Regions from separate parts of the Sus scrofa genome. Here regions 1, 3 and 4 are each linked to region 2. The links are chromatin contacts, called in public Hi-C and HiChIP or PLAC-seq maps. All regions are on one chromosome and are shown on one strand. Each heading gives the region's core, a stretch centred on a gene start, on an enhancer-like site or on the middle of the called end of the contact. The rest is flanking DNA. Distances are from core to core; before and after follow the strand shown.

Evidence for each region. A called contact is a pair of places that touch in the nucleus more often than the background predicts. HiChIP or PLAC-seq counts read pairs in DNA pulled down with a chosen protein or histone mark.
Region 1: a contact with region 2 is called in an H3K27ac HiChIP or PLAC-seq map of alveolar macrophages. The contact joins the promoter of TAF12 here to the promoter of SESN2 in region 2. A contact is called at or near these places in 1 of 5 promoter capture datasets (fetal liver) and 1 of 2 datasets of contacts at active chromatin or transcription factors (alveolar macrophages).
Region 3: a Hi-C map of skeletal muscle shows a contact between it and region 2, with 4 times the contacts expected there. The contact joins the promoter of YTHDF2 here to the promoter of SESN2 in region 2. A contact is called at or near these places in 1 of 47 Hi-C or Micro-C datasets (skeletal muscle) and 1 of 2 datasets of contacts at active chromatin or transcription factors (alveolar macrophages).
Region 4: an H3K27ac HiChIP or PLAC-seq map of alveolar macrophages shows a contact between it and region 2. The contact joins the promoter of RAB42 here to the promoter of SESN2 in region 2. A contact is called at or near these places in 3 of 5 promoter capture datasets (fetal liver, fetal skeletal muscle and liver), 10 of 47 Hi-C or Micro-C datasets (alveolar macrophages, blood, embryonic fibroblasts and 5 more) and 2 of 2 datasets of contacts at active chromatin or transcription factors (alveolar macrophages and skeletal muscle).

Annotation. Positions count from the first base shown.
Region 1 is chr6:85,641,733-85,649,197 of Sscrofa11.1, reverse strand. It overlaps TAF12 (transcription initiation factor TFIID subunit 12), which reads left to right and starts at 6,111. Exons shown (of 6, transcript XM_021095678.1): 1 at 6,111-6,240. LOC110261125 (a long non-coding RNA gene) reads right to left here and starts at 6,066. Exons shown (of 2, transcript XR_002344955.1): 1 at 5,812-6,066; 2 at 1-114.
Region 2 is chr6:85,316,431-85,323,473 of Sscrofa11.1, reverse strand. It overlaps SESN2 (sestrin-2), which reads right to left and starts at 1,492. Exons shown (of 12, transcript XM_021095666.1): 1 at 1,477-1,492.
Region 3 is chr6:85,712,624-85,719,491 of Sscrofa11.1, reverse strand. It overlaps YTHDF2 (YTH domain-containing family protein 2), which reads right to left and starts at 2,345. Exons shown (of 7, transcript XM_005665152.3): 1 at 2,257-2,345; 2 at 2,125-2,255; 3 at 1,977-2,122; 4 at 1,839-1,974; 5 at 1,205-1,284. The coding sequence starts at 2,345.
Region 4 is chr6:85,600,371-85,607,245 of Sscrofa11.1, reverse strand. RAB42 (putative Ras-related protein Rab-42) reads right to left here and starts at 4,207. Exons shown (of 2, transcript XM_003356245.4): 1 at 3,888-4,207; 2 at 2,201-2,751. The coding sequence starts at 4,126. The coding sequence ends at 2,331.

The DNA of each region.
Region 1 (7,465 bases), core at 4,862-7,361, 320 kb before region 2:
CGGAGACGAAGGGGCGGGGAGGAAGGGTTTGTGGGAGAGAATCCTAAGGTTCTCACTTGCTCCTCACTGGACAGCGCACCGCAGACCGCCGTCTGTGCCGCTATGGGTACCTATCTGGAGAAGACAAATCGCATTATATTAAAATTGAAAATGGATGCAACTAGAGAGTCTCATACTAAGTGAAGTAAGTCAGAAAATGAGAAACAACATATCATGTGGACTCTAAAATATGGCATAAACGAACCTGCAAAATCTAGCCGAGCAGCTGTAACTCTGATTCTACCCCTTGCCTGGGAACCTCTATATGCCAAGGTTGAGGCCCTAAAAAGCCAAAACAAACAAACAAACAAACAAAAACTTATTTACAGAACAGAAACAGACTCACAGACAGGGAAAAGAGGTGTTTGCCGAGGGAGGGAATGGAATGGACTGGGAGATTGGGGTTAGTACATTCAAACTGTTAACTTTTAGAATGGATAAGCAATGAGGGGGAGTTCTCCTCCTGGCGCAGTGGTTTACGAATCCGACTAGGAACCATGAGGTTGCGGGTTCGTTCCCTGGCCTTGCTCAGTGGGTTAAGAATCTGGCCTTGCCTTGAGCTGTGGCGTAGGTCGCAGACGCGGCTCGGATCCCGCGTTGCTGTGGCTCTGGCATAGGCCAGTGGCTACAGCTCTGATTAGACCCCTAGCCTGGGAACCTCCATATGCCGCAGGAGTGGCTCAAGAAAAGGCAAAAAAAGACAAAAAAAAAAAAAAAAAAAAAAAAAAAAGATAAGCAATGAGGTCCTGTTGTATATAGCACAGGGAACTATAACCAATCACTTGGGATAGAACAAGGTGGAACATAATATGACAAAAGGAATGCATATATGCATGACTGGATCACTTTACTATACTGTGAAAATTGACAGAACACTGTAAATCAACTATACTTTAATAAAATGTAATTAGTAAAATAAAATTGAAAATGCACAGATTTGTGTCACCCCTAGCTATCCACCCTGAAGCGACCCCAGCACTGGCGCACCGGAAGCATCCGATCACAGTGAGAGCAAAAAACTGGGAGCACCCTAATCTTTGCCAGCACAAGACAATGGATTAGCAGAATGTGGTGGGGTCATAAAGTGGAATACCATCTGTTGCACTTCCAAGGAGTGAATTAGACATCAAAAAACTTTGAGTAAGAGAGTTTCCTGGTGGCTTAGTGGTTAAGCACTAGGTGTAGTCACTGCTGTGGCTCAAGTTACTGGTGTGGCTTGGGTTCGATTTGATCCCTGACCCAGGAACTTCTGAAAGCCACGTTTGTGGCCAAATCCAAAACCAAAACAAAAAAACACTGAGTCATAAAAGTTGCAGAATAAAGTATAGCATGATACCATTAACATAAACAAAAAAGAAATGCTTCAGGAGTTCCTGTCATGGCTAGGGGTTAACAAACCTGACTGGTGTCCATGAGGATGCAAGTTCAATCCCTGGCCTTGCTCAGTGCATTAAGGATCCTGCGTTGCTGTGGCTCTGGTGTAGGCTGGCGGCTATAGCTCTGATTAGACCCCTAGCCTAGGAACCTCCACATGCTGTGGGTGTGGCCCTAAAAAGAGAGAAAGACCAAAAAAAAAAAAAAGTCATGCTTCGCTTTATCAGATATATAAAAAAAGTAAGTGAAAAAGGTGTTGACTAGGGTACTGCATAATACCATTGACATAAAAAAGGGCACACACACTTGTGCACACAAAACCCAGTGCTTTATATTTTCTTTATATTTTCTCCTGCCACATATGTGTATATATTAACTTTTTTAAAAAAGATCTAGAAGGAGAGTTCCCTTGTGGTTCAGGGGGTTAAGGATGCAGTGGCCCATTGCAGAAGCTTGGACTGCTGCTGAGGCAGAGGTTTAATCCCTGGTCTGGGAATTTCCATATGCCATGAGTGAGGCCAAAAAAGATCTAGAAGAACACATAACAGTGACTATCTCTAGGAAAGAGGGAAGGAATCTGGATGGAGGGTAGAGTCATAAGACTTTAGATTTACTTGTAACAGTGTAATTTTTTTTTTTTTCTATTTTAGAGCCACACCCCTGGCATATGGAGGTTCTCAGGCTAGGGATCCAATCAGAGCTGGAGTCACTGGCCTACACCACAGCTATAGCAACTCTGAATCCGAGCCACGTCTTTGACCTACACTACAGCTCACAGCATGCCAGATCCTTAAACCACCGAGCAAGGCAAGGGATCAAACCCCCAACCTCATGGATACTTGTCGGGTTCCTTACCCCTGAGCCTTGATGGGAACTCCAGTTTAATGTTTATCTTGGCAGACTGTTTCTATGTACATATACATTATATACATATATAATGATACAAGCTTACCTCAGGAAACAAGGCAAATCTCAAACAACCTAACCTTACACCCAAAGCAACTATGCACATACATATATATATATATATATTTTTTTTTTTTTTTTTCTTTTTTGGCCACCCCAAGACATAATGGAGTTCCCTGGCCAGAAATCAGATCTGGGCCACAGTTGTGAACTACTCTGCAGCTTTGGCAATGCTGAATCTTTTTTTTTCTTTTTTCTCAGTAGCAGAATAGAAAATAATATCTAATTTTATTAGTTAAAAACATTTAATTACTTTACACATGGACTAGGCCTTGATCATGCTCAAGCCCAATACTCCAATTTTTTTTATTTTATTATTTTTTTAATGATTTTTATTTTTTCCATCATAGCTGGTTTACAGTGTTCTGTCAATTTTCTACTGTACGGCAAGGTGACTCAGTCACTCATCCATAAATACACTCTTTTTTTTTTTTTTGATTTTTGCCATTTCTAGGGCCTATCCTGCGGCATATGGAGGTTCCCAAGCTAGGGGTCTAATCGGAGCCGTAGCCACCGGCCTACACCAGAACCACAGCAACACGGGATCCGAGCCGCGTCTGCGACCTACACCACAGCTCATGGCAACACCGGATCCTCAACCCACTGAGCAAGGCCAGGGATCAAACCCACAACCTCATGGTTCCTAGTCGGATTCGTTAACCTCTGAGACATGACGGGAACTCCCATGCATACATTCTTTTTCTCACATTATCATGCTCCATCATAAGTGACTAGATAGGTTCCCAGTGCTATGCAGCAGGATCTCATTGCTTATCCACTCCAACCCTGAATCCTTAGCCCACTGTGCCAGGCCGGGGATGGGACCTATGTCCCAGAGTTCCAGAGACACCGCTGATCCTGTTGCACCACAGCAGGACCTCCTACAGAGGTTTTTTTTTTTTGTTCGTTTGTTTGTTTTTTGCTTTTAGGGCCGCACCTGTGGCTTATGGAAATTCCCAGGCTAGGGGTTGAACTGGAGCTATAACTGCTGGCCTACACCACAACCACAGCACCAGATCTGAGCCGTGTCTGTGATCTACACCACAGCTCATGGAAACCCCAGACCTTTAACCCACTGAGCAGGACCAGAGGTTGAACCCACGTCCTCATGAATACTATTTGGGTTCGTTTCTGATGAGCCATGATGGGAACACCACATAGGTTTTTGTTTTGTTTTTTTTTTTTGCTTTTTTTTTTAAGGGCTGCGTGCGTCATAGCATATGGAAGTTCTCAGGCTAGGGGTCCAATCGGAGCTACAGCTGCCCGTCTACACCACAGCCGCAGCAACATGGGATCCCAGCCGCGTCTGAGACCTACACCACAGCTCATGGCAATGCCAGATCGCTAACCCACTGAGCAAGGCTAGAGATTGAACTTGCATCCTAATGGATATTAGTCGGATTTGTTTCCCCTGTGCCACAACCGGAACTCCCTATTTTTTTTTTAAGTAAAAAATGTATTGGAGGAGTTCCTGCTGTAGCTCAGTGGGTTAAGAACCTGGCATAATGCCCATGAAGAGTTCAATCCCTGGCCTTGTTCAGTGGGTTAAGGATCTGGTGTTGGTCGAGGATTTGGCTTGAATCCAGGATTGCTGTGGTGTAGGCTGCTAGCTACAGCTCAGATTCGACCCCTAGGCCGGGAACTTCTATATATCACAGGTCTAGCCCTAAAAAGGGGGGTGAAATTTGGAGTTTCCTGGTGGCCCAGGGGGTTAAGGATCCAGACTTGTCACTGCTTCAGCTTGGGAGAAGCTGTGGTACAGGTTCTATCCCTGTCTCCAAACTTCCACATGCAGCCATGAGGCCAAATCCAACCCCCGAAACCCGTATTAGCATTTCATGTCTCTGCTCAGCCCTCCAATACCTTCCCATTGCATCATAAAATCCCATGTACCCACCATAGTCTATGATGTCCTGCCTGAACTGATCTTGCTTGGCCTTTCCAACCTCATTGCCTGCCATTCTCCCCATCACCAGTAAGCTCCAGTCATCTTCTCCTGGTCCTTGAATAAGTTCTTTGCTAGCACATTACTCAGCTAGGTACGTCTGGTTTATTCTGATATTTTTTTCCTCATTTGTGTCTTTGCTAGTGGTTCGTTTCCCCACTCCAGATTGTAAACTCTTTAATGACAAGGATGTCTGTTTTATCTACTAGTATATGTGCAGCAAAAGCCTTGGCATAAAATGAGCATTCATTTTTTGAATGCATGAATGTATATTTAAACTGAAGAGCAGTGCAAAAACAAAAATGGTATGCCAGACTCCTTAGAAGAATGAAGGGATCAGAGTTCCCATAGTGGCTCAGTGGTTGGAGAATCCGACTAGGAGCCATGACGTTGAGGGTTAGATCCCTGGCCTTGCTCAGTGGGTTGGGGATCCGGTGTTGCCGTGAGTTGCGGTGTAGGTGGCAGACACGACTCAGATCCCATGTTGCTGTGGCTGTGGTGTAGGCCAGCAGCTACAGCTCCAATTGGACCCCTAGCCTGGGAACCTCCATATGCCGCAGGAGTGGCCCTGGAAAAGGCAAAAAGTCAAAAAGTCAAAAAGTCAAAAAAAAAAAAAGAATGAAGGGATCAGTGGCAGAGAAATAAGACTAGGACGATAACTCGAAGCCTAATGGTGAAAGGGCCTGGAATCTGTGAACATGGATCTGTGACAGTGTAAGGGAGGATTGTGAATTTGGTGGGATGAAGATGGCAAGATATAAAGACAGGAAGGGGAAGTTCCCTCATGGCTCAGGGGATTAAAGATCTGGTGCTGTCACTGCTGTAGCTATGGTCAGAGCTGGGGCATGGGTCCCACCTCTGGCCTAGGGAACTTCTTCAAGCCACAGGAATGGCCAAAAAAAAAAAAAAAAAAAGAAAGAAAAAGAAAAAGAAGACAAGGGAGAGCAAATTGCTGCATCAGTTCAGGTAGGAGACAGCTTTTCCTTGTGACAGTTACTGCTGTTCACTCTGGGCTGTCACAGCACTTTGTACTCTCCTTTATGTTTGCAGGTTCTCCATCTTAGTGTGTGGACCTGGGCTCCAAAGGGACTGAGGCTGGAATTGTGTTTTGTTTATATGCCTAGCATCTAGCATAGCATAAATAAAGCAACTGTCACCATGCATTTGATGGAAGAGATAACCAAAGGCATCAGTTTAATGGTTGAAGTACAGTTCAGGCTTTGGAGTGAGAATTTGTGAGTTCAATTTGAGACTCTGCTTTTATTAGCTACTTAACTTGCTTAATCTCACAGATTTCCTTTAAATCGTTAAAATGATTTACCGTAGGTTTAGAAAAATTTCTGGCAGATAGTAAGGGCTCAATTATTACTATTATTATTAACTGCCTATTCACAGTCATAACCCAATCGGTCTCCCTTGTCCTCAGATTTTTCCTGCTGGGGTCCAACGGGATATCTATGGAGTGTTGCTGTCCCACGAGTTATTACCTTCCTGATAGCACGACAAAGACACCAACCAAAAATGGCGACCTCTAAGCCATCCGAGGACGTCAATGCTGGTCATGATAGCGATATACACAGCAGGCAGAGTCGGAAAGAAATAGCTAGGGCAGGGTTCGTACCGCCAGAATACAAAGCGCATAGTTTGCTTACACTGCCCATTAACCACAAGCCGAAAAAACCTAACCACCAGAACTGAGCTACAGCGCAGAACGGCGACCACGTGTCGGAGAGCAGTCTGCGCCTGCGCAAAGCAGGCGCGCGCCCGCCAGCCGGAAGAGCCGCGCGTTTCCGGGTTGGAGGCGGGGAGCGGTGCCGGAAGTACTCGGGGAGGGCCGAGCAGTCGGACCGGCTGCTGAGACGAACGCTTCACTGGGGCAGTCTCCGCATATCATGGGGAGATAGACGCTGCTGCCTGTGAGTCTTGGGCCCTGGCAGTTGAGGAATAAGAGCGGGAGGAGGGAGTCAGGACCCAGACCACAGTGGTCAGTGTTCGAAGAGCCAAATTGTGAAGGAGACTGGGCTGTGTGAGGAATCAGGCTCGTGGGACGGGACTGAGGGGCTCGGGGATCGGAGAAGACGCGGCTGTGGGGACCTGGGCTCCAGACGGGACTTAGGGAACCGGGATGGATGTGAGTTCTCCCGCACGCAAGGGAAAGCGAGTTGAGAGAGATAGGATTATGAGGATCCGTGCTTCTAAGAGGAGAGGGTCGGAACTGAACGGGGTGTGAAGACACGGACTCCTGAGAGGTAAAAGCGAAGCTGTTAGGACTTGGGCTCTTAAGCGGCAGAAGCGGAACAGTGAAGACCCAGGCTTCTAACGATTCAGAAACAGGGCAGCGAAGACAGGTTCCTGAGAGGCAGGAGCGGTAAGAGAACATTTGGGTTTGGGAAGAACAGGAGCGGGCAGTGAAGACGCGCTTCTTTGGGGACCGGATCGGGGCTTGCAGACTCCGAAGTACCTGAGGGAACAGGACTATGAGGACCTGAGATCCTAAAAGCGGAGAGTGTAAGGGGCTGTGTCTGTAAGTAGATCAGCCTCCAAGGGAAGGGGAGAGAGTTTGAAAAAGACATAGTGATCCTTCCCCCATCCCCTCATATTCTCTGAACCGGGAATGGTAAAGGATGTATTCAGGGGAAGACGACTCCTTCACGCTGCCTATTTGGCTTTTGGCAGGCTTATCGTGTCAGAACGATCTAGGAAGCCAAGCATCTTCGTTTTCTGCTCCTTCAGGAGTAGCACTGGTGTGAAGTTAAAGCAGTTTGAACTCAGTTGTGTACTTTATAAGTGCTTTAAATCCCATTCCACTCAACTCCGATATTTAGCATAGATCTCTGCATTTCAAAGAAGAGAATGACAGAGATGGAGAGACCCCGGAAATATCAGGCGTCCCCCCACACCCCCGGGCTTGCAGCGGCTTTATGTAGGAGGATATCTGTTTCTCTGTTCCCAGACCAGGGTTTGGAACAGCAGCGGTGAAAGCACCAAGTACTAACCACTAGACCACCAGGGAACTCCCAAGATCATCTTTTATAAACTCATATTTTACCTCTAAGGAGGCTAAAGTCCAAACAGGGCTTAGGGTTACACTGAGTCAATGATTGATTAGATGGAAATTTTGTTACAGTACCCTGCTCTGCA
Region 2 (7,043 bases), core at 243-2,742:
GAAATTAATGCTAACCCTCCAGGACCACTGTGGAGAGAACGGATGTTGGGCAATACTCATAATTCAGGTTCGTCGATTGTATCCTGAGGACAGAAATCTTCAGGTTTCAAAAAAAAAGCTCAACGCTCTTAATAAACAATATACCAAAACCCATGAGCTGGGTGCTTTCGGATAATTGGCTAAGAATTCCAGTTAGGTTTTGTCAGCTATGAACCCTCAGCGCCCCCTGCAGGCACGACTCTGCTATAGCTCAGAACAGACGGGGAGGGGAAAAGGTGGTTCACAGGATTGTCCGTTCTTGAAAAGAGGCCAGGCAACAGCTAAGTAAAGATTGTGTGGTTGTTGAGGAGTTTCCCTGATGCCAGCAGGAACCAGATTCCCAAAGGACACTCCCCCGCCCCCCCAGCCAGAATGCACTTCCCGTTGTTTCGGCTTACTCTCTCACCGTACAGACGGAAGCCTGGGGTCCAGAGAGAAGGCATTTGCTCAAGGTCCCTCAGGAAGCTGGTCACAGGGCAATACCTGGAACCTTGGGGTCCAGGTCCCCAGTCGAGGGCCACTTGCACCACAACACACGGCCCCAGGAGCCTCACATTTCCAGGAAGAATTCTTTGCTGAATTGGCTCCGATGTCCTGATTTCCCTCTTCCTCCTTCTCCTCCACGCCTAGAGGCTCCATATATTCCATTCTCAATCACCCTGAGGCCTGTCACTGAAGCAATGCCCCAGGGCCTTGCCACCATCCTGATCCACTTCTTCCTGTCCTCAAAAGTCTTTTGTATACCCCCCACTCCTCGAAAAAATTGTGCTTGGAAGCAGAATTAATGTTGAAGGGTCCAGTTCTAACCCTTAGCTGTGCGAATCCAGGCAAGTCACTTCGCCTCTCTGAACCTGGTTCCTGCTGAGTAAAATGGGGCGATAACGTTTACCTTCACAGGGGCTATTGTAAGGATGAGAGCTAAGGCATACAAATTCCTTAACAAGGCTTGAATAAAGATTAAGAGACCAACAAACTGTAAGTATCATTTAAATTGTTACTATTGTTCTTATTTTAAAGTACAGTGACTGGCAGATAGTTTTGTGTTCAAGAAAGGTGATTATAACCATTGAAATTAAAAGTTTGGCGCTAGAAACCCGGCCTTAAGCCGGGACTAAATAAACGATGGTTAATGATATAGCTTTTTTTTTTTTTTTTGTCTTTTTGTCTTTTTAGGGCCGCATCGGTGGCTTGCGGAGGTTCCCAGGCTAGGGGTCGAATCAGAGCTGTAGCTACTGGCCTACACCACAGCTCAGGGCAACGCCGGATCCTTAACCCACTGAGCGAGGCCGGGGAGAGAACCTGCGTGCTCATGGATGCTAGTCAGATTCGTTTATGCTGAGCCAGGAAGGGAACCCAAGTGATGTTGCTTTTTTGACCCAAGGGTGCCCAGGACGTTTGCAGTCCAAAAATCTCCTGAACAAAAGCTGCTGCGCTTACTTGTTTTCGGTCAGCAACAGGCTCCTCTTACGAAAACCGCGGGCGTCCAATGAACAGGAAGATGGGCGGGGTTGCCTGGCAGCCAATAGCAGTCCGCAGCGGCATGCGGGCTAGGCCCAGGCAGGTTTCCAGGCTGGTTAGGGAAACTAAACCGCAAGACAGTTTGCTCGGCGGGGAGTGTCTCCAAATTCTCCTCGCTCTGCTTATCAACCGGGCTCTGATTGGTGCAGACTGTGTCGGCCCGCCCCTCCCGCCGCCGGCCCCCTCCCCTGGGAGGTGGCAGGGACTATCCCCTTCGCTTTCGTTTCTTTTTTTTTTTCTCTTTCATTTTCTTTTAATGAACTTTTGGTTTTAGTGCATGTTTTTCCTTTTCAAATTATAAATGACATATGTTATATCAGAATATTTTGAAAATACAGGAAAGTGTAAAGGTACAAAAGACGTAACTCGAAATATTTCCCCCCCTTTATGTTTTCTAATGTTTTTCAGGCTTTCTACTCTAAACTGGTATTACTCCTGTTCATTATTCTATTGTAAAAGTGTAAAACTGGAAGGGATCAAAGTGCTCACCAAAGAGGACTGGTTCAAATAATAAACCAGATTCCCAAAAGACCCTCCAGCAGGAATGCACTTCCCGTTGTTCTTGTCTCCACAGTGGAATATCATGCAGTAAAGAAGCAGGAGGTAGCTCTACGTGCTCTATTGTAGATGCTCTAGGTGAAATGAAAATGTATGCTGCATTTAATGTTAGGTTAAAACAAACAAAAAAACAAGTTGCCCAGTGATGCACTTAGAATTATGTCATATGAAGTTCCCGTTGTGGCGCAGTGGTTAACGAATCCGACTAGGAACCATGAGGTTGCGGGTTGGATCTCTGGCCTTGCTCAGTGGATTAAGGATCCGGCCTTGCTGTGAGCTGTGGTGTAGGTCGCAGATGTGGCTCGGATCCTGTGTTGCTGTGGCGTAGGCCGGTGGCTACAGCTCTGATTAGATCCCTAGCCTGGGAACCTCCATATGCAGGGGGAGCAACACTAGAAACGGCAAACAGACAAAAAAAAAAAAATAGAATTATGTCATAGATACCATCCATAAATATACAGAGGCAACAAAAGTCTGGAAAGATGTGTAGTTTGCAACAAACTATTAGGATCCAGTTACATCTGGAATAAAAGGATGATAGAGAATTATAAGGTTTTATGCACTATATTTATTTAATGATTGTTTAAAAACCAAGATGGGACTTCCCACTGTGGTGCAGTAGGTTAAGAATCCTGTGTTTCTGCAGCTGTGCCTGCCAGAAGTCACAGTTTGGGTTGGGATTTGATCCCTAGCTGCAGGGCTTCCATATACCACTGGTTCAGTTGAAAAAGCAAATAAATAAATGAATGCCAAAATGTATTATGTTGGTAACTTAATAAATAAAAAAGGATCCTTTTAGAGAATGGGAGCAATCCTTTCAAAATTCTAATCCTACTACCAAGAGAGGATCAGTGTTAACATATTGGGGTTTTTTTTTGGGGGGGTTATATTTATTTACTATATATTATATATTCTTTTAAAAATCTTTTTTGGGGAGATATGCTGCAGGAGTGGCCCTAAAAAAAAAAGACAAAATATAAAATTTATATATATGTTCTTTAACCTATGCATATATATAGTATATAAATTATGTATGGTTATATTGCCTGCTTTTTCCACTTACTACATTTCATGATAATTTTCAAGATATTAAGTATTCCTTAACATAATTAAAAAAAATAATAACCTGAGATTTTACAGATAGGTCATGTTGTTTTTAGTAATTTTTTTAACTGAGGTAAAATTGGTTTATAAAATTATATTACATGTCAAATGAAACTAAATTTCTAGAAGCAAATTCACAAGTCAAAGACTGTAAACAAATACATTTTGCTTGATGCTAATGATAAAAACTTTTAAAAGTTTATATCTGTGAATATTATTGAACCTGTTTTCAGTTGAGCTGCCATAACAAAATATCCTAGACTGGGTAGCTTAAAAAACAGAAATTTATTTTGTCACAGTTCTGGAGGCTGGAAGTCCAAGATAAGGTGCCAGCATTTTGGGGTTCAGGGGAGAGCTGTCTTCCTGGCTTACGAATAGCTGCCTTAGCACTGTGTCCACAGATGGCAGATCATAAGTAAGCTCTCTGATGTCTCCTCTTGTAAGCATACTAATCCCATCATGAGGATCCCACTCTCATGACCTCATCTAAACCTAATTATCTCCCCAAAGGCCCTATTCTGAAATACTATCACACTGGGGGTTAGGAGTTCAACTCATGAAATTAGGGGGACACAATTCAGTCCATAGCAATCCCTAAAATGAGCCTGGCACTCTGCTTCAGGCAGAGGTACAAAGGTGAATAATGTGCAATACCTGGTTGCCAAGGTCAAGTAGATGAGGAAGATGGAAGCAAATATGGATAGCTCAGATAAGCAAAGACATGATAATAGTCTGACCAAGGAGTTCCCGTCATGGCACAGAGTTAGCGAACCTAACTAGGACCCATGAGGTTGTGTGTTTGATCCCTGGCCTTGTTCAGTGGGTTAAGGATCTGGCATTGGCGTGAGCTGTGGTGTAGGTTGCAGATGCACCTCAGATCTGATGTTGCTCTGGCTGTGGCGTAGGCTGGCAGCTGTAGCTCTGATTGAACCCCTAGCCTGGGAACCTCCATATGCCGCAAGTGTGGTCCTGAAAAGTGCAAAAACAAACAAAAAACCCCACAAAAACAAAAGCAAAAAGAAATAAACAAAGAAAATAGTTCGACGAAGTCACTACTGAGCATAAAACTCTTTGTGGATCTTATCATCCAGTTGTATTTGGATATACAATGGGTCATATTTGGTCTGCTGATAGATTTTATCCACTCCTCTAGGTTTACAAAAAATTGATGAAGTTGCTAAGCTATAAAAATTAGGTCCAGGAATTCCCTAGTGGCTCAGTGGTTTAAAGATCTGTCATTGTCACTGCTGTGGTGGGGGTTCGAGCCCTGGCCCAGGAATTTTCACGTACTGCAGGCACAGCCAAAAAAAAAGGAGTTCCCATTGTGGCTTAGTGGGTTAAGAACCCTACTGATATCCATGAGGATGTGTGTTTGGTCCCTGGACTTTCTCAGTGGGTTAAGGATCCAGCATTGCCGTGAGCTGTGGTGTAGGTCCAGACTCTGCCAGTGGCTACAGCTCTGGTTAGATCCCTAGCCTGGGAACCTCCATATGTCGTGGGTGCAGCCCCAAAAAGACAATTATAATAGTGATGATGATAATAATAATAATATTAGTACCTTCTCTTTCCAAGCCTATACCTGTGGCCTCATGGAGAGTTCCCTATAGCCAGTTGGCAGAGAAAGAAAAAACTCAAGCCTGGTTGAGAGAGAGTTCTGTACTATATGCAACATGATAGCCTCTTTCTGGCACATCCCCACAGGCAATGGTGATGAGAATCCTCCCAGCGGGCAGAACTTCAAGAAGTGCAAAGCCATCCACTTTGTTTGGAAGGAGAAATGGTCAGAAATGCAGTTATAAACTGGTTCATGGGTTGTGGCCAATGGTTTTGTTGTGATGATAAAGGAGTTGGAAGGAATGAGACTGAAAAATTGGTGACAAGAAAATCTGGGGAAGAGGTATGTGGATAGATATCTTTAAATGGGCAGGAAAAGTGAAAATATTTTTGTCCCATGTGTCTGTTTTTGTGTGTTTTTAGGGCTGCACCTGTGGACATGGAGTTTCCCAGGCTAGGAGTCCAATGGGAGCTGTAGCCGCTGGTCCTCACCACAGTCACACCAACTCGGGATCCGAGCTGCATCTGCCACCTACACCACAGTTCATAGCAGTGCTGGATCCTTAACCCACTGAGCAAGGCCAGAGATTGAACTCGAGTCCTCCTGGATGCTAGGTGGGTTCATTAACCGCTGAGCCACGACGGGAACTCCTATTTGTGTCCCATGTGAATGCCACCAAAGGGTGACATCACCAGAGGAAGATATTAATTTAATATTCAAGTGGATAGGATAACCTATTGTATGGCTGCCAGTCAATTTCTTTCCCTAGGTACTCCCAACATCACCCAACGGGCTCATCAGCAAAGTGGCCATGGTGGCAGAGCTGAAGGTTATGCCCAGTCTGAGGAACTGGGACCCACGGGGCCCACCTGGCTATTGCTGAGTGCCCAATCTGCTAGCAGTAGAGACCAACACTGAGCCCTTGGTATGGCACCCTTCCCCAGGTTAGTCAGCCAGCTGCCTGGCTGGGTGGGTTGATTACAAAGGACCCCTTCCACTATGGGAAGGGCAGTGTTTGGTTCTTACTGGAATGGACACCCTGGCTATGAATTTGCTTTCCTTGCACGCAGTGCTTCTGCCAAAACTACCATCCGTGAACCCACAGGATGTATCATGCATCATTAGAGTATTCCGTACAGCATTTCTGGAGTTCAGAAATGCAGAAAGTCAGAAAGAAAACTCACCTCAGGAGTTCCTGCTGTGACTCAATGCAAACAAATCTGACTAGTATCTGTGAGGACGCAGATTCAATCCCAGATTTGCTCAGTGGGTTAAGGATCCAGCGTTGCCGTGAGCTGTGGTATCTGGCATTGCTGAGGCTGTGACATAGGCCAGCAGCTGTATCTCCAATTTGACCCCTAGTCTGGGAACCTCCATATGTCTCGGGTGCAGCTCTAAAAACCAAAAAAACAAGAACAAAAACAAAAAACCCACAACGAGGAGTTCCTGTCGTGGTGCATTGGAAATGAATCAGACTAGGAACCATGAGGTTGTGGGTTTGATCCCTGGCCTTGCACAGTGGATTAAGGATCCAGCGTGGCTGTGGCCGTGGCGTAGGCTGGCAGCTACAAGTCCAATTAGGCCCCTATCCTGGGAAGTTCTGGATGCGGCACTAAAAAGACAAAAAACAAACAACCAACCAACCAAAACCCACAAAAAACAAAACACAGTGAGCTTTACATCCACTAGGACAGCTAGAATCAAAAAGTCAGGTAGGAGTTCCCGTCATGGCGCAGTGGTTAACGAATCCGACTAGGAACCATGAGGTTGCGGGTTCGATCCCTGCCCTTGCTCAGTGGGTTAACGATCCGGCGTTGCCGTGAGCTGTGGTGTAGGTTGCAGACGCGGCTCGGATCCCGCGTTGCTGTGGCTCTGGCGTAGGCCGGTGGCTACAGCTCCGATTCAGCCCCTAGCCTGGGAACCTCCATATGCCGCGGGAGCGGCCCAAGAAATAGCAACAACAACAACAAAAAAAAGACAAAAAAAAAAAAAAAAAAAGTCAGGTAGGACAAATGTTAGTGAGGATGGGGAGAGATTAGAACTCTGCACGTTGCTCTTGAGAATGCACAATGCTGCAGCTGCTGTGGAAAAACAGTTTGGCAATTCCTCAATAGGTTGAACCTAGAATTACCCGATGACCCAGCAATTCCACTCCTAGATATGTATCCAAAAGAACTGAAAATAGGTGTCCAAATAAATACTTGAACAGGAATGTTTTTAGCAGCGCTATTCACAGTAGCCAAAGCTGGAAACAAGCCAAATGTTCAGG
Region 3 (6,868 bases), core at 1,096-3,595, 400 kb before region 2:
TACGTAAGCAAACTACTTCAAGAGCAGGAACCCAATAGTTCATTCCTCTACTTCCTTCCCTACTTTTCCTCATTAATTGGGTGTCTTCTGCAAAAACTTTTTTCAAATCACATAAGTGGTTTCTAAACTTTCAACGCAGAAAATTTTACATAAAGAATCAAAAAGTTTTATGTAAAAATTAGGCCCAAACATGGGCATGCACTAATATGTAAATTTATTCAACAATTGTACATATCATACAACATCTATTTAGAATTTATATAAATGTACCCTAAGTTTCTTCATCTTCTACGATATTTTGCATGAGTCATAGTCAGTTTTCTTTTGACTGGGAAGTTATATTCATTGGCTAAAACTTTGTGACTATGTCTTTGGGATCCAAGAGATATCAATACACAAAAACTACAAAATCACGTTTCTGCATGCACAGGCCATGTTCATATATGTGAACCTATATACAACTAATCTTCCTGTTAGAAGATTACACTGCAAAAACAAGAACTCCTTTATTTATTTATTTTTTTTTTTTTTGGCCACTACACAGTGGCTTGATGTGGGATCTGTTCCCAGACTAGGGACTGAACCCAGGCCACTGTGGTGAAAGTGCCTGAGTCCCAACCATTCTCCGTCTTTGCGCTAAACAGCACTGTATCTTAACACTATTTTGTAAATCCTCTAGCTCCCCTAAATAAAAAGCCGGATACGTCCAAAATTGGTCTTTATAAATGTAGACATGGCTCAACTTCAAAATCGTTCTAAGAACCCAGTAACTAGTGGCCAGACAAAAGGAAGATAACCAGTTCCACAGCAATGAATAAAATTAAGGTGATTTTGTTACTTTCTCCCATCACGTACAAATCCAATTTTCCTAAAAGAAAAATGCTTTGGGGATGAAAATTCAAAATCTTCAACAATGGAAAGGATCCTTAAATTCTGCACTGATATATTATTTGTAAGGAGGAAAAACTACTCAAACAAGTGCCACTGTTAGTATACTGTAAAATGTTATCAGTACTAGTCTCTCTCAGAAAATTGTGTTTGCTGACAAAGCAGATGAGGATCTTAACATTTGTAACTGTTTTTATACCATACTGATTGGTATTAAGAAAGTCATTCCCTAAAAATGAGATTTACTGACAGATCAGAGAAAAGATAATGGTATACTACATCCTTTGATCAAGCATGTAAATGGTTAACTACTCACGGGCCTTGCCTGTGGACTCAAGTAAGGTTCAAAATCATCATCATTTAATCCATCCTTTTGATGTACAGATCCATTTTGCACTAAAGAAAAAAAAGCTCGTGTTAGGGGTGTCTCAAACATGCACTCTACTTCACAAATTAATTAAAAGCCTTCCAACCAGAGAAAAACCTTACCAAACAGAGCAAATATGTTTGGATTTCAAAAGGATAAACCAATATTCGTCAGTGAAAATGTCTCCCTCCACCCAGAGCAAGTTGATCTTAAAAGGTCATTTTATTGGCTCCTCTAGATTTCAATTCCCTCCCGCTTCCCCTCCCCCATCACATGTGAGTACTTCCAGAGTGTGATCCACGAGGATGAAAAACAAAGGCCTTCTAAGACCTACAGGAAACTAAGGACCTGGGACATTTCAAAACCGAATCCACCCCCACCTCTAATGAATTACTCCTTGTTCACCAAAAAGCTGTTCGCCAGCTGCAGGAACACACGGAAAGGGTCAGATACTTAAGTGTGAGGCACCTGCAAACTAAGCGGCTTCCGAAAGGTCCTCTCCCCGGGGCGCTTCCCGGAGACCCCGCCCCCACCACTCGGGGCCCCCTTCCCGGCCCGTGGCCACCGGCGGAGCTGGGCTCACCTTTGTTTCCTTGACCTTTTGGTCTCTGCGGGCGAAGGAAACGTCGCCGAGCAGCGGGTCGTCCGAGGAAGAAATGGAAAAGGAAACACCAATTAAAGCCGGGCCCGAGAAGGGAATAAAGGCGCAGGCCTGAGGAGAGGCGTCGGGGAACGGGAGTGAGGGGGAGACTGAGGATGGGAGGCGGGGGAAAGCGCGAGGCCAGCGGGCCCCGCGGAGAGAAGCGGGGGCCGCGCCACGAACAACGCGAGGAAACCGGGGCTTCACAGAAGGGGAAGGAAACAAGAGGAAAAACGAGGCCCGCCGAGAGAAGGGAACACGGCGCGGCCGGCGGGCTCCGAGACCCGGGGAGGAGCGGGGAGTGCGGGTGAGGGCGAGGCGCTGGGCGCGGCCGGCCGGAGAGCCTCGAAACCCGGCCCGCGAAAGGCGCCGCCTCGGCTCGGCCCGACCGGGGGCGGCGGGCCCGGGCCTAGTCGGGCTCCCTCTCGCCTCACACAATGGCCGAGGCATGCGGGCCGGGCCTGTACCTGCTCCAAGAGGCTGCTGGCCGACATGGCTCTCGGATCCTCCGGGGGGGCGACGGCGGCGGACTCTCCTCAGGGCGGCGGCGGCGGATGAGCCCTGGCGGCGGGAGCAGGCGGCGCGGCGGCGGCTTTTGTCCCTGACACTCGGGGGCCTCGGCGGACGCAGCGGAGACACCGCGCGCGGCTCGGGCTCCGGCTCCGACTCAGCGACGCTCTAGCCCGAGAACTCAACGCCCGTCTCTATGCCTTGACGCGCGCACCCGCCCCTCGCAGCCGAAATAAGGGCGCCGAGCGGCGAAAGCGGACGGCGCGCGCGGCGCGACGCTGACTCTCACATTCACTCACCCACGCGGAAGGGGCCGGGCGCGAAGCACCCCGGGAAGGAAGAGGCGGGGGCGCAGCGCCCTCTGGTGGGCTGGAGGAGCGGAAGCGGCGCGCGCGGCCTCCCCGCCCCCACCGCCTCGGTATTGGGGCCTAGGAGGGTGGGGGCGGCTAGGGTCGCACCAAGAGGCTTTGACTAACAGCTGGAGGGAAGGGAGCAGCTTTAAGCTTGTGCAAACACATAAACGCCGGTTTTTCGGTGAGGAAGCGACCCCCCGAAGGCTGAGAGACCTTAAAATAAACCTGTTTCCCCAGTTGCAGATGGCACCCTACCCCATGTGGGAGGGAACAAGAACTGGGGTCACAGAGCCCTTAGGGAAACTTCAAGGGAGCCCTGCCCTGAGAAAGACACCCTCCCACCTGGTTATCCTCTTCTGTTGGCACACTACAAAAAGAGTGCCCGGAGAGCAAAAATAACCGCAAAAAATCTGGTCCCCTGAGAAAAGGATTCACCCTTTGGCATTGCAGGGAGGAGAATCTAGAAACTACAGTTCTTTTTTTAGGGATGTCGCTGACCCCCATGATACTCTGTTAAACTATGGACTTTATTTCCAAGAAAAGTCACCTCATTAATCTACACAAAATTGTACATGTTCTTTCAACGAGTTCAGAAAATCTGCAGAAAGACATTAATGCTATCTGAATACCTGCTATAATCTAGGCTTTGTTGTTAAATGCTTTAAACATATTAAAGTCTTTCAGCATCTTCAAAATTGCTATCAGTCTATTCGTTTTACAGCTGAAGAAACAGAAGTTAAGTCATGTGCCCAAAGTCACACAGCTTTTAAATAGGTTTATATGACATTGAGAAGAATAGTGTCCCTCTGCCCTCAAGAGAAATCCTGTATTCAGGAACCAGAATCCAGAGGAGATTAAAAGGGTGGGAAAAAGCATTTTTAATCAGAGGCAAACCTAACTTCTGCAGGGATATTTGATCCTGGCAGGCCATCTCCTAGTAGCTTTTGTAATTTCAAATACTTGTAAACAAATAATGCTCTAATAAGTGTCAACCTGATACCATCCACTCCATGGATACAAGAGTCATTGGTAGACTCAGTAGTAAAATAAGTGATAACACAGCATCTTGGATTTTGCATCATACTTTTGCTTGAAGTGCTCAAAGCATTTTTTTCTGCCCATGATCATGTAGTTAAAATGAATAAGGTCAGGTACCAAATGCACTAGACTTCAGCTGAGTCCACTCTCAGAGCATGGAGCCCACCAAGGGAATAAAAGAAACCTAGTAAGTCTTTTTCTTTCTTTTTTTTTTTTTTTTAAGATACTTAGCAAATCAGCTATAACAGATGTTTTTAAAAATAAGTTAAAAAAAATAAAGATACTTAGCCAGTTAACCCCATTGCCCAGATTTTTGGGTAAACCCTAAGCAGTTACCTACACTTACTCTTGCAGTGGTATGGTAAAAAGAGCATTAGACCAAAAGTCATAACCTCGGAGGGAGAGAGACCAAATACTGGCCTCCCCAACAGATTTGCAAAATTAGGTAAACTACTAAAACTTTCAAGTTCCTACTGTGTCACAGCACAATGGATGGCCTCTCAGGAGCACTGGTATGCTGGTTCCATGCCCCGCCCGGCACAGGGGGTTAAAGATCCAGTGTTGCTTGTAGCTGTGGCATAGGCTGCAACTGCAGCTGGGACTGTGAACAGTGGCCAAAAAAAAAAATTTACCAAACCTTTCAGAGATTCCCTCATTTAATAAAGGGGATAATAATATCTACCCAACAGGTTTGTTGCAAAGATAAATTTCAAAAAAGATCTTTAAAAACAACAAACGCAAACATTAAAGCAAATCTGGTACATTGTAAATTCCTTTCCTGTGATCCCATTAAGGGATGATAGTGAAAATTCCCTCCTGGAGTTACTGTCCTGGCACGGCAGGAACGAATCCAACTAGGAACATTGAGGTTGAGGGTTCAATATCTGGCTTCGCTCATTGGGTTAAGGATCTGGCGTTGCCATGAGCTGTGGTGTAGGTCACAACTTGGCTCAGATCTGGTGTGGCTGTGGCTCTGGTGTAGACTGGCAGCTACTACTCCAATTCGACTCCTAGCCTGGGACCCTCCATATGCTTCGGGTATGGCCCTAAAAAGACAAAAGACAAAAAAAAAGGAAGAAAAAGGAAATCCCCTCCATTTAATAATATTTTCTGTAGTGCCTGAAATTTTGGTTAGTTTCTTTGGGATTACTTTCTGTACTACTGGAGTTCCCTTTTAAAATGCATATATCGGAGTTCCCGTCGTGGCGCAGTGGTTAACGAATCCGACTAGGAACCATGAGGTTGCGGGTTCGGTCCCTGCCCCTTGCTCAGTGGGTTAACGATCCGGCGTTGCCGTGAGCTGTGGTGTAGGTTGCAGACGCGGCTTGGATCCTGCGTTGCTGTGGCTCTGGTGTAGGCCGGTGGCTACAGCTCCGATTCAACCCCTAGCCTGGGAACCTCCATATGCCGCGGAAGCGGCCCAAGAAATAGCAACAACAACAACAAAAGACAAAAAGACAAAAAAATAAAATAAAATAAAAAAATAAAATAAAATAAAATAAAATGCATATATCCTGTGGGAAGGGTAGTCTCTAAACCTGGGCTAGCTTTAACTGGTCCCTGAACAGAATACACAAGACTTATATATATTTAAGGTGTTTGTTTTTTTCCTTTTGTCTAGGGTCACATGCGTGGCATATGGAAGTTCCCAGGCTAGGAGTCATATCAGAGCTGTAGCTGCCAGCCTACACCACAGCCACATCAACTAGGGATCTGAGCCACCTCTGGGACCTATGCACAGCTTGTGGCAGTGCTGGATCCTTAACCCTATGAGTGAGGCCAAGGATCCAACCCGGTCCTCATAGATACTAGTGGGGTTCTTAACCCATTGAGCCACAGAGGAAACTCCTCAGTCCATCTTCTAACAAGTGTTTATTGAAAGTCAGGCAGTGTGCTGGGAAGAAAGTCCTTTTTTTTTTTTTTTTTTTTTTTTTTTAAATTCATCCTTGTATTTATTTCTTCTTTTTTTGGCTCCCCCATGGCATATGGAGTTCCTGCGTCAGGCTGCAGGTTTGACCTAAACCACAGCTGTGGCAATGCTGGATCTTTAACTCACTGTGACAGGCCGGGGGTTGAACCTGTGTCCCAGCAGCTCCCAAGACACCGCCAATCCTGTTGCGCCACATAGGGAACTCCTGGGAAGAAAGTCTTAAGAGCTCACTTCTCACTGAAGCCTACAGTCAGGGAAACAGACAGTAAGCAAAGAGCTATTCAAATAGCTTTTCAATCACTGTCGTATAGAGTGCAATGAGAAAACACAGATGGACCTTGCTTAGTCAGGGGACCAAGAAGCTTTCCCTGAAGTCCTAAACTTCAGCTAAAACCTGAAAGATGACCAGACAAGGACGGAAGGAAGGAGTCAATATGCACAAAGGCCTCCAGCAGGGAAGGAGCTTGAAAGTGGTAAGGAATTTTAAAAAGGCCAGTGTGGGAGTTCCCGTCGTGGCGCAGTGGTTAACGAATCCGACTAGGAACCATGAGGTTGCGGGTTCGGTCCCTGCCCTTGCTCAGTGGGTTAACGATCCGCGTTGCTGTGAGCTGTGGTATAGGTTGCAGACGCTGCTCGGATCCTGCGTTGTTGTGGCTCTGGCGTAGGCTGGTGGCTGAACCTCCATATGCCGCAGGAGCGGCCCAAGAAATAGCAAAAAAAAAAAAAAAAAAAAAGACCAAAAACAAAAACAAACAAAAAAAAAAGGCCAGTGTGACTGACACATTATGAAAGAGAGAGGGTGACACCAGATGAGACTCAAGAATTGGGCAGAAAGGAGAAAAATAGGGACTTTAGTTGTTAGTTATAAACAATGATGAACTAGTTAAGGAATAATAGGAGCCTAGCATTCTCAGGTTTATGTTTTAGGAAGTTCACTCTGGTTGCAGTGTGGGAAATAGATTCAGGAATAGTAGGTTAAGTATTAGAATATTGCAAAAGATGATGGTCTAATATAATGACAGTGAAGTCAATGAGAAATGGACAAAATGGGAGTTCCCATTGTGGTGCAGTGGTTAACGAATCCGACAAGGAACCATGAGGTTGCGGGTTCGATCCCTTGCCTCCTCGGTGGGTTAAGGATC
Region 4 (6,875 bases), core at 2,958-5,457, 280 kb before region 2:
CTGGCCTAGTTGCCATGGGGAGGAAGCTAAGAAACTCATCTTCATTGAAAACTTCCCAAGAATCCTAAGAAGGAGGGATTTGCAGTCACAGGTTGCTGAGGAGGAATCTGAGACTAAAGGAGGTAGAGTAACTGGCTCCAGGTCACAAAGTGAGTTAAATGACCCCCTCTATACCTGCTAAGATTCTTCCCTCCCTAAAGCCTTACACATTGCCAGTGGAAATTTTGTGCCTAGCAGTTTCAGCTGCAAGTTCCCCAGGAGACAAATTCTAAGGTGGGTATGAGTGTGCAGTCTCTTTTTTTCCGGGCCGTACTTGTGGCATATGGAAGTTCCCAGGATAGGGGTCGAATCAGAGCTACAGCTGCCGCCCTACACCACAGCCACACCAGATCCAAGCTGCATCTGTGACCTATATCAGAGTTCATGGTGACCAGGGATCCTTAACCCACTGATAGAGGCCAGGGATCAAACCTGCATGCTCATGGATACTAGTCAGGTTTGTAACCACTGAGCCACAATGGGAACTCCAGTGTTCAGACTTTTATTAGGGGATTCTGTGTGTGTGTGAAAACTTAAAAAACCACTTCAATTCCAGCCTAACAGTGTCAGGTACGATGTCAGGTACAAAGGACGGACTCTGGGTACTATGCTGTGTGGCAACCATTCACTCATATTATTAGGGATTCTGTGGCACATGGAAGTATGGAAGTGAACTCATGCCACAGCAGCAACCAGAGACACTGCAGTGACGACAATGGATCCCTAAGCTGCTGTGCCATAAGGGAACTCCAGGGGTTTCTTGAGATCAACACCTGCTTAGAGGGAGGAAAGGAGGGAAGCAAGATTGAACAGGATAATTTATATATATTTTTTGTTTGTTTGTTTGTTTTTCTTTTTGCCTTTTCTAGGGCTGCAGCCATGGAGGTTCCCAGGCTAGGGGTTGAATTGGAGCTGCAGCCGCTGGCCTACGCCAGAGCCACAGCAACGCAGGATCCGAGCCGCGTCTGCAACCTACACCACAGCTCACAGCAACGCTGGATCATTAACCCACTGAGCAAGGCCAGGGATCGAACCCGCAACCTCATGGTTCCTAGTCGGATTCGTTAACCACTGTGCCACAATGGGAACTCCTATATATATATATATATATTATTTACTATACTTTTTTGCCTTTTTTTTTTTTAGGGCTGTACCTGTGGTATATGGAAGTTCCCAGGCTAGGGGTCCAACTGGAGCTGGAGCTGCTGGCCACAGCCACACCACCACCAGATCTGAACTGTGTCTGCAACCTACACCACAGCTCACAGCAACGCCAGATCCTTAACCCACTGAGCAAGGCCAGGGATCAAACCTGCATCCTCATGGATACTAGTAGGGTTTGTTACCCCTGAGCCACGACAGGAACTCTAGCAGAAGAATTTAGCTGTGATGTCCAAACAGTGGCCTCAACTGACAGCATGGAGTGATGAAGCTAGGTTCAATCTTCAGAGATGTTTAGAGTCAGGGCAAGGGGGTCAGGCTTTTGAACACTCCCCCCACCAATAGATTTAATAGATTGACACTGGATGTGGGCTGCCCCCATGGTCAGGCAGTTCCCAGAGTGAACTGAGCTACACCCCAGGCAGCACTCCCAGGAGCTGAGAGGTACGGTGGGGAGGGGGCTATGGGTTCTTCAGCCCCCTGAGGGAGATCTTGGTGGCTAATCCCCATGTCCACTGTGTGCCCAACACAGGAGCTGTTCACGTTCATCCCTGCCTCCCAGATCCAGATCCAGATCCAGCCCCTGGCCATGGAGTAGGGACACTGAGCAGCAACCTGGGTTTGAGGGCACACTTTTTCATCCAGGCTCCAAGGCTGACAAAGCCTAAGATTCCCTGTACCTGTTCTCACCTGTGCGGGAGTGTCCACACGCTGAGCGGCTCAGCGTCCAAGTCCAGGGACACTGCCAAAAATGGCCACATCCAAGCCAAGAAAGAGCAGTGATGACAGTTCTCGCCGTTCCATCCTCACAGTGTGGGAGGCCCTGGCTGAGCATATGCCACCCGTTCATGCCCTCAACCCCCTGTGAGGTGAGGTCTTTTATGAGCTCCTCTTGCTGGAGGAAACAGGCTTAAGGACAGGAAGCTGCACACCTGGCCTTTTAGACCTTTCTGGTGGAAAGGGGCTGAGCTCTGAGACCCTAAAATCCAAGAAGCGTGACTGTGCCAGGATACTGTATATATTAACTGTCTGGACAGATTCTGCCATTTGCCCTCCCGAGAGATATTAACACTCTCCATCCCCCCAGGCCTTCTGAGGGCAGCGCTGCTTTAACCCTTTCCCTCCCAGAGTCAACACTGGCATGGGCCCGGATGCTGCTTCCTGCTGAGGGGCCTGGGGGGTTGGGTGTTGATGAGCCGGACACCCCCCCAGTCCTCCTCCAGCTTGATGTCCCCCTGCTGCAGGGCCTGCTGGATGGCATCAGCAACGGTGTTGAAGGCCAGATCCACATTGCAGTTATTTTTGGCGGAGGTCTCCACGAAGGCCATGCCCAGGGAGGCAGCCAGCTCTTCCGCCTCCTGGGCTGAGACACATCGCATGCTCTGCAGGTCACTCTTGTGGCCAACCAGCAGGAAGATCGCCTTGTCGGGGCCCTGAGTGGCCATGACCTCCTGGTGCCAGTCTCGGATATGTTCAAAGGACTTCCTGTTTGTCACATCAAAGACCAGCAGGACACCCACCACATTCCGGTAAAAGGACCTGGTGATGCACCTGATGGTGGAGGGAGTAAGTTATGAGACACCTTCAAGACACCCCAGAGGCAGGACTCCTTTCATCCACTGACTGCTTCACACTCCCCATTATAGCTCATCTCACACTGCCCTGTGAGTCTTTTCCCCAGCATCTGTCTCTCCCAAGTAACTGTGTGCTCCCCACTTAGGGAGCAGGGTTTTTTTTTTTTTTTTTTTTTTTTTTTTTCCTTTTTAGGGCTGCCCTTGCAGCACATGGAGGTTCCCAGGCGAGGTGTCAAATCAAAGCTGTAGTCACCAGCCTACACCACAGACACAGCAACACCAGATCCCCCCCATGTCTGTGACCTACACCACAGCTCATGGCAGCGCTGGATCCTTAACCCACTGACCAAGGCCAGGGATCGAACCTATGTCCTCGTGGATGCTAGTCAGATTCATTTCCAGTGAGCCATGATGGGAACTCTAAAGGAGCGGTTTTGATTTCCATACTCTCCTGACCATTTCTGCATTCTTGATGTTTTTCCGATTGCAGGTTTTGTTTCCCCATTCTCTGGCTGGCAAACTCCTATGCATCCTGTATCGCCAACACAAATCTCTCTTCCTTTCGCATCTCCTTGACACCTCCCTCTCTCTGCTCCTATGGGCTTTTCAACACCCAGGTCATTCATCCCTCCAAATTCAATGTCAAAACTTTCCTCTGGGGCAGGGCACCAGGTCTCAGGTATTGGGCTCAGAGGCTGTGTTTGCAGGATGAATGGCTCAAGAGTGAAGGACTTATAGGAACTCCCGTGGAGGACATGGGTTTGATCCCTGGCCTCACTCAGTGGGTTAAGGATCTCGCACTGCCGCGATCTGTGGTGTAGGTCGGATCCTGTGTTGCTGTGGCTGTGGCTATAGCCTAGGTCAACAGCTACAGCTCCGATTCAACCCCTAGCCTGGGAACCTCCATATGACGGGGGTGTGGCCCTAAGAGAAAAAAAAAAAAAAAAAGTGAAGGACTCAGATCCAGGATGGGGACCCCCAGATCTCTACTTGGGCCACTGCGACTGACCACCTCCATGGTCAGGGGGACAGGCATTGAGCCGCCCCAACCAGAGGTCCCTCTCCCGCCCCACCTCCACCCCACTCCGCCCCAGCCCTGCCCCCACCGCGCACCTGAAGCGCTCCTGGCCCGCAGTGTCCCAAAGCTGCAGCTTGACGCGCGGCCCGGCCCGCAGCTGTAGAGTGCGGCTGTAGAACTCGACGCCCACCGTGGGCGCCGACTCGAGCTCCGGCTCGGGCTCTGGTATCCAAGGCGCGTCCGCCACGTAGCGCCGCAGCAACGACGTCTTGCCCACAGCCGTGTCCCCCAGCAGCGCGATCCGAAACTGGTAGCGGAAGCCCCCAGCCTCCATGGCCGGCGTCGTGGCTCCCTCCGGCCGGGAGACCGACTGTCCGGGCCGCGCCCTGCGGCTCCGCCCCCAGCCCCGCCCCCTCCTCGGGCCCCGCCCCCGGGCCGTGTGCAGCCACCCTGACCAGCGTCTTTGGCACCAAGGAAAAGGACCTGGAGGAACCCAAACCCGAGGAAACACCTGGGCAAGTCAATTCCTCACTCTGGACTTCAGATTCCTCCTCTGTAAAATGGGGATAATAATCCCTACTTCACAAGATGAAAAAATTAAACTAGATAATGTGGGGAGGAGGACTAGGGAGAATCAGACTTGCACTGACCTGAATCTAACAGCGCCAGAGCATCCACTTCTCATTGTTGGGATGGTTTCTCTCTGCAGCCCCCACTCTCTGTTAGTCTCCCAGTAGGGCCCCCGCTGCTGGACCTGGAGACACCACTCAAGAAAGTTGATCATTTATAGGTGCTCTTTCCCCACCCACGTGCCCCTTTCCTGGAGCCCCACTGGCCTGGTCTGGGGCCTTGTGTTCAATGTTCGGGTTCAATGTTCAGCAGTCCCTATTGCTTCCTCCCTGCCTGCCTGTGCTGGGCCCCAGAGAGGGACCTGGACACAGTGGGGTAGAAGAGGCAGGGTACAACTGCAATTCCAGAGGAAGGGCAATTGGCTGTGGACAGGACAGCTAACATTTATGAGGCCAGATGGTCAGTTCCTAATGCTTTGGGACAGCAATGCTTTGAGAAGGCCGTAGTGTGTCCATTTTAGAGCTAAGGAGATGGAGGCTTAGATGTGTGACTTGTCTCAGGTCACAGCAGAACTCGGACTTGTGGAAGTTCCTGGGCCAGGGATCAAACCCATGCAGTTGTAACCTGCCCCACAGCTGCGGCAATGCTGGATCCTTAACCCACTGCATCACATGGGAACTTCTTAGATTTTTTTCCCCCTTCACTATCCCTTTGATGCCACTAAAGGGGACTGCAAAGCAAATTCCCAAAGGACCAGACAAAGTCATCGGGTCCCACTTGGGTTAGGGGCGAGAGGAAGGCAACCACATCTGTATCCAAGATCCACTCCATAATTTTCAGTCTGATCTTCTGGACACTCAGGATTTCAGGGAGTTCTGGCTGGTCCCAAACAGCTTGTCTATACGTTTAATCCCACTGTCCCACTGTGGATGGTAGTTACCAGTTTAACTTGTTTTGGCAAACTGGCAGTAGGGAGCAGTTCTCCCTAAAACAAACCGTCACATCATCACATTTCCTCCTTATATAACCTTGTGAGTAGATGTTAGTCTGCCCAGTTTTTTACAGATGAGGAAACTGAGGCTCAGAGAAGTTAAGTAACCAATCTAAAATCACTAGCATGGAAGATTGAGACTAGCTTCCCAGTCTGTTTCTGGCTGGATAGGCTGGGGACTAGGGAAGGCCCAGGTTTTCTTGTACCTACCTCTAAATAAATCACTGAGAAGCCCTTTTGTGGGGTCTCCTAGTAATCCTGGCCTTTGGCCACTTAAATAGTAGTGCCTATAGGGGCTCAAGTCTGCTTATCCCTGACTTCCAGAAGGAGAGAGAGGAGCATCAGATGGGGAGGGGGGGTGTTGGGAAAGGAATCCTTCCTGCCAGCTTTGCCCAAACCAGGAGAGTCTGCTCCACTCCCACATGCCCTGCGGATTCTTCCATTGGGATGTTCTCCTCCCCTTGCTCTGCTCAGCTGGAAAAATACTTGTTGCATTAGGCCTGTGCGAATTCCCCCGCTCTCCACCCCCATGCCTTCTTTACCCACCACTGGCGCTCTGAGCTCCAGCCATGCTGACCATCTTCCCTCTTCTCAGCCCTCCGCCGGGAACACTCCTCTCCCGCTCTTCAAAGGGTAAGCAACCCCTACTTCAGGCCTCAGGTTAGATCTCTGTCCTCAGGAAGCCCCTCTCCGACTAAGGTCACAGACCCTTCTGTCCAGTGTAACGTCTGCCTCCCTTCTAGGCTCAGGCCCCCTGGGGATAAGGACCAATGGCTTTATCTTCAGTGCTTGGCACAAAGTAGGAATTTGGTGAATATTTGTGCTTGAATGAATGAATAAAAGTGGATAAGTGCTATTCATTCGTTCATTCACTCATTATTCATTCAAACACCATAACAAAGCTGGACTGGGGTGGGGGGGGGCGGCTACTGAGTCAGAGGAGACCTCTTGGAGGAGGTCATGCTGGGTCTCCAAGGACAAGCGGGAGCTGGGGAGGTCAGAAGGAGGGGCACTCCAGGCAGGGGCAGCTGGGCAAAGGCAGAGAGGCATGAAACAACTTGAAAGGCAGTTTGAAACCAGGCGTCCCAGAAGCCTTTCTGCTCAGCGCGTGGGGGCAGAGTGCACTGTCAGCATCTGACTCCTTGAACTTCCTCTCCTAGATGCTCCTGCTGTGGGCTGGGATCATGTGCCTGAGTCTAACTGCACCTGGCCCCAGAATCTGGATTCAGCTGACTTTGTCACAGACTCCCTATGTGACCCAAGGGCAAATCATTTCCCCTCTCCAAATCCGCTTCCCCTTCAGCTAAGTGAGGCAGATCACCTCACAGCGTCGTTCTGGAGTTACTGTGTGTCATAGCAGGTACGTTATGCACATTTGTATTAGACAGATCTGAGTTACAGTTCCAAATGATGCTTACTAGCTATGTGGCCTTGGCCAAGTTTCATTCATTCATTCATTCATTCACTTAGTAATTATTTCAGTAAATGCTGACCATCTTTTATATACTAGGCACTTATACAG